Regions from separate parts of the Mus musculus genome. Here region 1 is linked to region 2. A link is a contact called in public capture Hi-C data. All regions are on one chromosome and are shown on one strand. Each heading gives the region's core, a stretch centred on a gene start, on an enhancer-like site or on the middle of the called end of the contact. The rest is flanking DNA. Distances are from core to core; before and after follow the strand shown.

What was found. Capture Hi-C pulls out chosen DNA fragments and counts their contacts.
Region 1: a contact with region 2 is called in a capture Hi-C map of embryonic stem cells, with 2.3 times the contacts expected there. The contact joins two enhancer-like sites. A contact is called at or near these places in 1 of 39 promoter capture datasets (pre-B cells), 1 of 115 datasets of contacts at active chromatin or transcription factors (embryonic stem cells) and 1 of 9 other capture datasets (embryonic stem cells).

Annotation. Positions count from the first base shown.
Region 1 is chr6:67,786,271-67,791,855 of GRCm38.p6, reverse strand. It overlaps Igk and Igkv14-130. Among named protein-coding and RNA genes, the nearest start is that of Gm22425, 3.5 kb to the left of the region's middle. Within about 2 kb of position 4,290, at least 3 of the 459 cell types and tissues checked have an H3K27ac peak or open chromatin away from gene starts, as enhancers often do. A contact at or near this core is called in embryonic stem cells, where this site is marked.
Region 2 is chr6:67,215,745-67,221,477 of GRCm38.p6, reverse strand. No RefSeq gene overlaps it. Among named protein-coding and RNA genes, the nearest start is that of Gm38825, 32 kb to the right of the region's middle. Within about 2 kb of position 1,332, at least 8 of the 459 cell types and tissues checked have an H3K27ac peak or open chromatin away from gene starts, as enhancers often do. A contact at or near this core is called in embryonic stem cells, where this site is marked.

The sequences.
Region 1 (5,585 bases), core at 3,041-5,540, 570 kb before region 2:
TGACAGGAATCCTCCTTGGTCTCTGCTCTTTTTTCTCGATCATTTCTCTTCCAGGTTTGCGGCCCCCCTTGCATTCACAAATAACAGGGTCCTGCTGGACAGGACAGGAAATGAGCCCAAAGTGGGGAAGGAGCTAGCCTGATAATACCACCAGTATGAGACAATAATGCATGACCAGGAATACCACACCTAAGACCACACCTGACATGACCCAGGACTCTCAGAGAGACATGTGACATCTGAAAACTACTTAGAGTGGATGATTCATGAGGAGAGGCAGATGGGTCAGCCAAGCCTCTCACTTCTGCTTCCATAGGGTTTATGTTATGACTTGTATCACTGTGGGAGGAAACTCATAAAACTGTAGACAGTAATAGTCTGCAAAATCTTCAGACTCCAGGTTGCTGATTGTCAGAGAATAGTCTGACCCAGACCCACTGCCACTGAACCTTGATGGGACCCCTTCTGCCAGTTCAGTTGCATAATAGATCAGGAATGAAGGGGGTTTCCCTGGTTTCTGCTGATACCAGTTTAAATTCTTAACAATGTCTTGAGTTGCCTGGCAAGTGATGGTTATTCTGTCTCCCAGAGATGCAGACATAGAGGATGGAGACTGGGTCATCTGGATTTCACATCTGGCACCTAGAAGTGGAGACATAGGTACATATCCACATAGGTAAGCATGATTAAAGAGGACAGTCCCCAAATGCCAGTCAACACTAATCACAGTGAAATTCCATTTTTATTCATTTTACCTGGGAACCAGAGCAACAAGATCCCAAGAAACTGAGCAGGAGCCCTCATGTCCATGCTGAGTCCTGACTACAATGACAATGGCACAGGACATGATGGTATATGACGAAGTCCCCAAGGCTGTACAGTGAGTGTATGCAAATAATTCTGAACCAGATATTGCTGGGTACAGGTGCAGGACTTACTCATCTGAGCACTTAGCACAAGCCCAGAGTCCCCAGACACCTAAGGTCAAACCACTTGTATGTCTCCAAAGAATGAATTTCTTTTTCAAAGATTTAAAATTATAGATGTTATTTCTTTTTATTTAAGGCATTTTTATTAGATATTTTCTTCATTTACATTCTAATTTAGGCACTTTATATTTTGAATAATATATTTCAAAGGTATACTGGGTTAATATAGAAGAATATCCTGCTGTCAGGGAATATACAAGAGAAAAGAAACTATTAGATCTTTCAAAACTCAATGAAATAGTTTTGACTGGTTAATAATATTACGTGTTCCCCTTGTTTAAATTAGACATTTCTTGAAATTGAAAGGACAGTTGTTCATAACCATTTGTATTGAGTTAAAACATAAGATTTTACAACTTTAACTTTGCTAGCTAGAGTCCAAAGAAAGGAAATACACAGTAGATGCACATATAACACCTTGATCTCAAGAAACTGTGTCACTTGAAGTTCTGACTCAATGTGAAGATGGAGGTACTATCATACTTACCAACTAAATGGGTACAACTTTTGCTAAGTTTTGGATCCTCTGTATGTTTCCCTTTTCTATCAGTTGAGACAATTTCCCATATTTTCTAAACATGAAGGATTAACTAGTGTTGATAGTATTGAGTACTATAACAGAAACACTGCTATATTCATTTTTTGTTCTTGAACAATAACTGGACAGGAGCCTTGCTGTCTGCATGTAGGTCCCAGTCTCCAAATAAGTTATGGTGCAGAAATGTTTGTGAATCCTTATAACCCAAATATTGAATACCACAGATCACAAATCTATGTGTTTTTTTAGGACTGTCCAACCTTATTCATCCTCAGGACAAATCCCATCTATGCAGTCTTCAGAACTTTGTCCTAAGCCAGGGTTCCCTTGGGGTCATTTAGCAACTAACTACGGAAGGTGCTATAATGTTGCAGCATGAGTCAGAATAAGCTGATTTTCCAAGGGCCTGGATTTGAGTCATGTGTGAGAACAAACATCTAGTCATAAGGCAGCTTCGTCACTATACAGAGCACCACCCCCATCAGGGTATGACACAACAGCTTTTAGATGGATCCATAGTAATGCTACCTTCTCTGCTTCTTCTCTGAGCTCTCTTTCTATTGATATATAACTTTTCCCACATGATACAGGTTATGAGGAAGATTCACTCAGGATACTTTTAGTGGATGTTAATAGGCAGATGACAGTTACTTTCAACTTAAAACAAGTGAATCATTAGTATGCGGGGCATCTGGTATCTGGATTCTTACCACACCCCCTTCAATGATATGTGCAAATATGAAGGGAATTCCAGAAACACTCAACTTTTCTTTATCATTAGGCCGTAGATTGCATTAAATTCTAAATAATTTTGTTTTTTGGATTGTACCTTCCTATGAAAGTGTGTGTTGATGGTATAACAGTGAGTATTGCTGCCTTTTTAAAAATTTTTATTGCTCATTTTATTTATTTACTCTCAAATGTTGTCCCCTTTCCCAGTTTCTCCTCTACAAGCCCCCTATTCCTTCCTGCCTCTCCCTGCCTCTATGAGAGTGCTCTTCCACCTGCCATTCCAAGCTGTCTAATCAGCCTAGTGTCTGCCTATTCTGGGTAATCAAGCCTCCACTAGACCAAGAGGCTCTACTCCTAGTGATACCAAATGAGGCAGTCCTCTACTACATATCTAGCTGGAGCTGTGGGTATCCCCTGTGTACTCTTTGGTTGGTGATTTAGTCCCTGGGAGCGTTGGTGGGTCTGGTTGGTTGATGTTGTTCTTCCTATGAGTATGCAAAATCCTTCAGCTCCTACTGTCCTTTCCCTAACTTCCCTCATAGGGGTCCCACACTCAGTCCAATGTCTGGCTGTGTACCACCACATCTGTATTGGTCAGGATCTGGCAGAGCCTCTCAGGAGACAACTGTATCAGGCTCCTATCAGCAAGCATTTCTTGGCATCTGCAATAGTGTCTGGGCTTAGTGTCTGCATGTGAGATGGATACCCTGGTGGGGCAGTCTCTGGATGGCTTTTCCTTCAGTCTCTGATCCATTCTTTGCCCCTGTATTTCCTTTAGACAGGAGCAACACTGGGTTAAAATTTAGGAGATGGGTGGGTAGACCCACCCCTCAACCAAGGGGCCATGCCTAACCTGTGGATATGGTCTAGACAGGTTCTCCCTCCCATTTGTGGGGTATTTCAGCAAATGTCATCCTTGTGGGGTCCTGAGAGGCTCTTGCTTTCCCAGCATCTGGGACTTTCTGGTGGCTACATCCAGCTCCCCATCCCCCATCGCTATACATCTCTGTTCAATTTTCTGACCCTCTTTACATCTCCTCCTTCTCACCCCATACTTGATTATTACCTTCTTTTAATTCTCCCCCTCTTCTCTTCCTCCCAAGTCCCTCCCCCCTTTACTTCACTTAATTATTCTGTTCCCCCTTTTAACTAGTACTGAAGCATCCACACTTTGGTCTTCCTTCTGCTTGAGTTTCATGTGCTCCATGAGTTGTATTGTGGTTATTCCACACACTTTGCCAAATATTCACTTATCGGTGAGTACATACCATGTGTGGTCTTATGATTTATGACTGAGTAATCTCACTCAGAATGATATTTTCTAGATGCATTGATTTGCCTGTGAATTTTATGAAGTCATTTTAATAGCTAAGTAGATTTCAATTGTGTAAATGTACCACATTTTCGGTATCTATTTCTCTGCTGAGGGACATCTGGGTTGTTTCCAGCTTCTGGTTATTATAAATATGGCAGCTATGAGCATGGTGGGGCATATGTCCTTGTTATATGTTGGAGTATCTTTTGGGTATATACCCAGGAGTGGTATAGCTGGGTCCTCATGTAGTACTATGTTCAATTTTCTGAGGAACTGCCAGCCTGACTTCCAGAGTGGTTGTACCAGCTTGCAATCCTACCAGCAACAGAGGAGTGTTTCACCTCTGCTCATGTGTTCTAGGATTTTCCACATGTTCTCTTCTATTTGATTCATTGTAAATAGTTTTATATAGAGGTAATTGATCCACTTAGACTTGAACTTAATACAGAGACATAAGAATGGATCAATTTGCATTCTTCTACTTGCTGACCTTCAGTTGAACCAGCACCATTTGTTGAAAATGCTGTCTTTTTTCCACTGGATGATCAAGTGAACACAGGTGTGTGGGTTCATTTCTGAGTTTTCAGTTCTATTCCATTGATCTACCTGCCTGTCACCATGCCGATTTTATCACAACTGCTCTGTAGTACAGCTTGAGGTCAGAAATGTTGATTCCCTAAGATGTTCTTTTATTGTTGAGAATAGTTTTCACTATCCTGGGTTTTTGTTATTCAAAATGTGTTGGGGCCAGCCTGCAGCGCTCATGTCTGGTTTGGAGCCTGGAAGGCATCTTGAAACTGGAAGAGAAGAGGGAATCTAGGGGGGATGAGAAAAAATGGAACCAAGACAACTAGTCTGCTCAAGGTTCAAAATTTTAATGGCGGACACGCTTTATAAAGGAGAGGGGAAAGCCCATTCCCGCCAAATCATCCTTGGAGCCTTGCTGCAGGTGACCAAGTGTAGGATCAATGTAGGTAGGCCGACTCCCAGGAGGTAGTAGCAGCGGCAGTGGCTGAACAATAGAGTGATCCAGAGAGGCAGGCTCCACCCTAATTAATCTCCTTAGTAGCAACAAAGTCAAGGTCTGGTTCAGCCTGCTTCAGGCTTGTGGGAAACTACACAAATGAATTTTAGAATTGCTCTTTCTAACTCTATAAAGAATTGAGTTGGATCAGATCACATTGAAGTGTGCATTTATTTCTGGGTCTTCAATTCTATTGCACTGATCTACCTTTCTATCTATGTATTAATGCCATGCTTTTTTAAAAAAAATCACTGCTCTGTAATACAGCTTGAGTTCAAGGAAGGTGATTCCACCAGAAGTTCTCTTGTTGTTGAGAATTGTCACTAATCTAGGTTTTTTGTTATTCCGGATAATTTGGAGAATTTCTCTTTCTACCTCTCTGAAGAATTGTGTCGGAATTTTGATGGGGTTTTCGTTGAATCTGTAGATTGCTTTCAGCAATACAACCATTTTTAATATATTAATCTTGCCAATCCATGAGCATGGGAGATCTTTCCATTTTCTAAGGTCTTCTTTGATTTCTTTCTTCAGAAGCTTGAAGTTCTTGTCATACAGATCTTTCGCTTGTTGGGTTAGAGTCACACCAACATATTTTATATTGTTTGTGACTATTATGAAGGGTGTAGTTTCCCTAATTTCTTTCTCAGCCCCTTTATCCTTTGTATATATGAAGGCTACTGATTTGTTTGAGTTAATTTTATATCCAGCCACTTTGCTCAAGTTTGGGGTCACTTATGTATACTATCATATCATCTGCAAATAGTGTTATTTTGAATTCTTTCTTTCCGATTTGTATCCCTTTGACCTCCATTTGTTGTCTAATTGTTCTGGCTAGAACTTCAATTGCTATATTGAATAGACAGGGAGTGAGTGGGCAGACTTATTTCGTCCCTGATTTTAGTGGAATTGCTTCAAGTTTCTCTCTACTTTCTTTGATGTTGGCTACTGGTTTGCTGTATATTGCATTTACTATGTTTAGGTATGGGC
Region 2 (5,733 bases), core at 83-2,582:
GGCAACAGGGAAAGGGTAGGAACGGCACCCAGAAGGTTTTCAAAGCGGTTCCCTCCTGGTTGAGGAGCTGCTGTACATTGTAGAGTTGAACTTTTGAGTTACCGTGCAAGATTTATTTTCATACTGTCATTTGAAATATGTTTGTGAGAATCCTTGGGTTAAAGTTTTGGTTGCAAATTGTTGTTTAACTTAAAAGCCTGTTTTCTCTTGCACACAAATCTGTGAACTTGGTATCAAGTCCAGGTATAGCATTCCTATTAGAAGCCATATTTGTATTTTCTTGTAAAGTGCTTTTGAATTAATAAAACACTAGCATAACCATGTAGTAGTCAGTTGAGCGAACCCACTGCTGCCATGTTCTTATCCTTGGGGGAAAAGAGGGAAAATGGAAAAACCAAAGAAACATGGAATGGGGAAAATTCATTTAGATTGTCTTTAAGCAAGCTGATAAGTTACTTGTGTAGAAAATCAGATCAGCCCCTCCCCTTCCCCACAGGGTTTCCTTGTGTAGCCCTGGCTATCCTAGAATTCACTCTATAGATCAGGCTGGCCTCAAACTGACAGAGATCCACCTCCCAGTGCTGGGATTAAAGGCATGCACCACACTTCCTGGCTTGCAGATCCTTATTGTGAATTCCTATCTGGTTGAAGGTTGACCTCTGTGTCTGCAGCATGTGGTCTGTGTGCTGAACAGACATAGAACTTAGGGATGCTAGCTTGTTTCAGAGATCAGACTGGATTACATTAGATAAGACATCTCATACACTTTTAAATATCTATCTGTCTGTTTTAGGATTTTATTGCTGTGAAAAGACACCATGATCAAGGCAACTTTTACGATCAAGGCAACTCTTATAAAGGACAACATTTAATTAGGGGTGGCTTACAGCTTCTGAGATGTAGTCCATTACTGTCATGGCAGGAAACATGGCAGAGAGAAGGCAGGCATGGTCCTGAAGAAGGAGCTGATAGTTTTACATCTTGATCAGAAGACATCAGAAGGAGATTGTATCTTATACTGGAATTAGCTTGAGCACATATAACCTCAAAGCCTGCCTTCACAGTGACACACTTCCTTCAGTAAGGCCACACCTCCTAACAGTGTCATTCTCTATGACCAAGCATTCAAATGTCGCTACCGTCTCCGACCAGCAGAAAAGAAGCGACGAAACCGACGTCCTTCTCAAGGCAGTTTATTCAGAAACTTCACAATGTGCAGGAAAAAGAATGCCCCGACCTCTCTCGGCCATTCCCCTTTATCCCCTCCAGTCCACTCCCCCTCACCCCAGTCCACATAGGCACAGTTCATTGGCTCAGGACTGCATTCGTCACATCATCCGATCTTATGTCGTGGTGCATCTGTGCAATGCAGCTCAAGGTACGTGGCTATCTTGAGATATGAGGAAGTCAGGTGACAGTCATAAGACTTGGCAGCAGTCCTGGGCGCCATCTTGGGGCCGCGGCCACACCAGCTCCTCACATTTAAACATATGAATCTATGGGGACATGCCCATTCAAACTAACACACTCCACTCCCTAGTCCCCGTACGCTTGTAGCCATAACATAATGCAAAATGCATTTAGTCCAACTTTAAAAATCCCCATAGTCTGTCATAGACTCAACAATGTTTAAAAGTCCAGAGTTTAAAGTCTCTTCTGAGATTCACATAATCTCTTAACTGTAGTCTGCAGACACATCCCTAGTTGCAGCAGCTTTCCGTAGTTACAGAAGAAAATTTCATAATCCCTTTCTTCTCTCCTTGATTCTAAAGCCAGAACCATGTGACTGAAGCTACCAAGTTCTGTTGCTTGCTGGGGCTGAAACATGACCCCATCATTCAATTACATCTTCACCAGCTTTCAGTTTTGATGGTTTCCGTCTCTGCTTAACATTGGCAGTCACAGAGTTTGCTCTGTAGGTCAGGTTGGCTTTGAACTCAGAGATCTGCTTGCCTCTGTCTCCATAGTTCTGGGATTAAAGGTGTATACCACCCATGCTTAGACCTAAGCTTTTCTTTAATTCCTTTCCACAAATTGAATGCTTAGCTGGGTGGGATAGAGTCCTGAAGTCACCTCTCCCTTAATTCTACTTAATGTCTTTAATCTGTTTATCTCCTTGAACACAGGATTTAGTTTCATTCTACCTCCTGGTGCCACTTTCATCCTTGAACCATACATTTTGTATTTTTCCTTGCTCAGCTTGCTCTGTTTCATCTAAATACTCTTCATAAGAGTGAAGCACAGGACAAAGTCTGTACTAGACCATTTTGAGATTTCCTTTGCCGATGCAAAATTAATCTAAATCTTCTCACCTGAGCCTCAGGCAGACAAAGGCAAAAAAAAAAAAAAAAAAAAAAAAAGCAGATATTCCTCATCAAAACATCACAAGAATGATCTTTAGGCAACATACTAAAATTCTTCTCTGAACTTTTTGAGCCAGGCCCCCAGTTCAAATCACCCTCAGGCTTCCATGCTTCTACTGGTATGGCCTGTTAAGCTGTGCTTAAAGAAAGCATTCAGCTGCTTTTCTAACTCAGTGCACCAACATCCACATTCCTTCAAATGAAAGCAAGGACAGGCCTATTGCAGCAATACCCCAATACCTGGTACCAACTTCTGTCTTAGGGTTTATTGCTGTGGAAAAAACACCATTACCATGATAACTGTGGTAGTTTGAATAGGTATAGCCCCATAGATTCAAGGGTTTGAATGCTTGGCCCATAGGGAGTTGTGCTATTAGGAGATGTGACCTTGTTGGAGTGGGTGTGGCCTTGTTGGAGGAAATGTGTTGCTGTGGAGGTGAGGCTTTGAGGTCTCCTATGTTCAAACTACACCCAGTGTGGTACACAGTATTTCCTTGCTGCTTGCAGATCAACATGTAAAACTCTCACTTCTCCAGCATCATGTGTGGTGCCATGTTCCCTGCCATGAAAATAATGGACTAAACCTCTGAAACTATAAACCAACCCCCAATTAAATATTTTTCGTTATAAAACTTGCCATGGTTATGGTATCTCTTCACAGCAATAAAACCCTAATAAAACAGCAACTCTTGCCGGGTGGTAATGGCACACGCCTTTAATCCCAGCACTCGGGAGGCAGAGGCAAGCAGATTTCTGAGTTCGAGGCCAGCCTGGTCTACAGAGTGAGTTCTAGGACAGCCAAAGTACACAGAGAAACCCTGTCTCGAAAAACCAAAAACCAACCAAACAAACAAACAAAAAACCCAGCAACTCTTATAAAGGAAAACATTTAATTGGTGCTGGTCTATAGTTTCAGAGGATTAGTCCATTATCATCATGGCAAAAAGCATAGCAGTGTGCAGGCAGACATGGTGCTGGAGAAGGAGCTGAGAGTACTATATCCCGTTCTGCAGGCAACAAGAAGTGAACAGGTTTGTTTCTGAGATCTCAAAGCTCACCACAGTGATGCACCTCCTCCAACAAAGCCACACCTACTCCAACAAGACCACACCTCTAAATAGTGCTGCTCACTATGGGTCTATCAGGGCCATCTTTATTCAAACCACTACATTCCACTCCTTGGTCCCCATAGGCTCATGCCATATCATAATGTAAAATTGTATTTATTCCAACTTCAAACACCCTTATCTCAATCCTGTTTAAAATTAGTTCAAATTCCTAGATATATTCTGAAATTCATGCAATCTCTTAACTCTAATTTTCCACAAAACAAAAATTAATAGGCAGATCTCATACTTTCAACATATACAGGCACAGGATATTTATTGCCATTCTAAATCGGAGGAAAGGGAACCTGGTGAGGAAATACTATTCCAAAGCGAGACCAAAAACCAGCTGGGCAAACTCCAAACTCTGCATCTCCACATACGATGTCAAAGTGCTCTTCAGATTTCCGACTCCTTTCAGCTTTGTTGACAATAGCATACTTCTCCTTCTCAGGCTGGTTCCACTCCTGTTAGGAGCTCTCCTTGGCAGGTATCCCATCACTCTGGCATCTCCAACATCTTGGGGTCTCTAAGACAATTTAAGTTTCACCTTCACAGCTTCACACAATGGCCTCTCTAGGCCTCCAAGCACAGACACCCCTGACCTAGCCTCAGCAGCTTCCCTAATGGAGGAGGAAGATCGCATAATCCCTCTCTTCTATCCTTGACTAAAACCAGAACCATGTGGCTGAAACTGCCAAGTACTTCTGTTTGTTGCGGCTGGAGCATGCCTCTCCTTGTTCAATTACATCTTCACCAGCTTTCTGTTTTCAACAGTTTCTTTCTCTGCTTAAACTTGGCTTACAAAACGGTTTCTTTCTAAAACTTGCTCTGCAGAGTAGGCTGGCCCCAAACTCAGAGATCTGCCTGCCTGTCCCTCCAGAGTGCTGGGATTATAGGAGAACACCATCACACTTGGCTCTAAGTTTTTCTCTTTCTTTTTCTTTTTCTTTTTCTTTTTAAAGATTTATTTATTTATTATACGTAAGTACACTGTAGCTGTCTTCAGATACTCCAAAAGAGGGAGTCAGATCTCGTTACAGATGGTTGTGAGCCACCATGTGGTTGCTGGGATTTGAACTCCGGAAGAGCAGTCAGGTGCTCTTACCCACTGAGCCATCTCACCAGCCCCTGTAGCTGACTTCTGACACACCAGAAGAGGGCGTCAGATCTCATTACAGATGGTTGTGAGCCACCACGTGGATGCTGGGATTTGAACTCAGGACCCCCAGAAGAACAGTCAGTGCTCTTAACCTCTGAGCCATCTCACCAGCCCCTAAGTTTTTCTTTAATTCCTTTTTAAAAACTGGAAGCTTAACTGGATGGGATTTTGTTCTGAGGTCACCCACCACTCCCTTTAACATCAGGCTTTTCTGTAGTCAGTTTACACATCCTGGTGTCCCCCTTTCTCCTCAAATGGTACATTTTCTATTTTTTCTTGCTTAGCTTGCTACTTTTCATCATAAATCTGAGTAAGTATTTCTACTAATAACCAAGCAGCAAAGTCAATACTAGGCTATATGGAAATTTCCACTGGCAAAGCTGCTAATGAGAGCTCTTCAATTTAGCCACAGGCAGATCTTTTGGACAATGGCAAAAAGCAGACACATTCTTCAACAAAATATCACAGTAACAGCTTCTAGGCCACATGCTAATATTCTTCTCCTCTGAAGCCTCTTGAACTGGGCCCCCACATTTCAAATAACACTTCGCACCACTATCTTCCATGCTCCTGCTATTGTAGCCCATTAAATTATGCAGACAGACATGGTGCTGGAGAAGGAGCTGAGAGTTCTACATGTGTTTCTGCAGGCAGCAGGATGTGAACTTGTTACTAGCCAAGGCCATCCTGCCCACTGAGTTATGACTCCTGAGAGTTCTTCTGTTGCCTGCCTTCTCTGCTTTATTTATTGGTTAACATAATATTTCATTTTATTTTGTTTACTAAAAACTAAGAGGAGTGAAAAAAGATGATATCAAACCCTTAGGCTCTCAACCATGTTACTGTGGACCTACAAGTTGGATAGTTAAAGGCTTCAGCAGTATAAATGGAGCAGGTCTTTTTTCTTTATCTCTTTCTTTATCTTTTTCTTTCTCTCTTTCTTTCTTTCTTTCTTTCTTTCTTTCTTCCTTTCTTTCTTCCCTTTTAAAAAAATTTTATTTATTATTATATGTAAGTACACTGTAGCTGTTTTCAGACACCCCAGAAGAGAGGGTCAGATCTCATTACAGATGTTTGTGAGCCACCATGTGGTTGCTGGAAT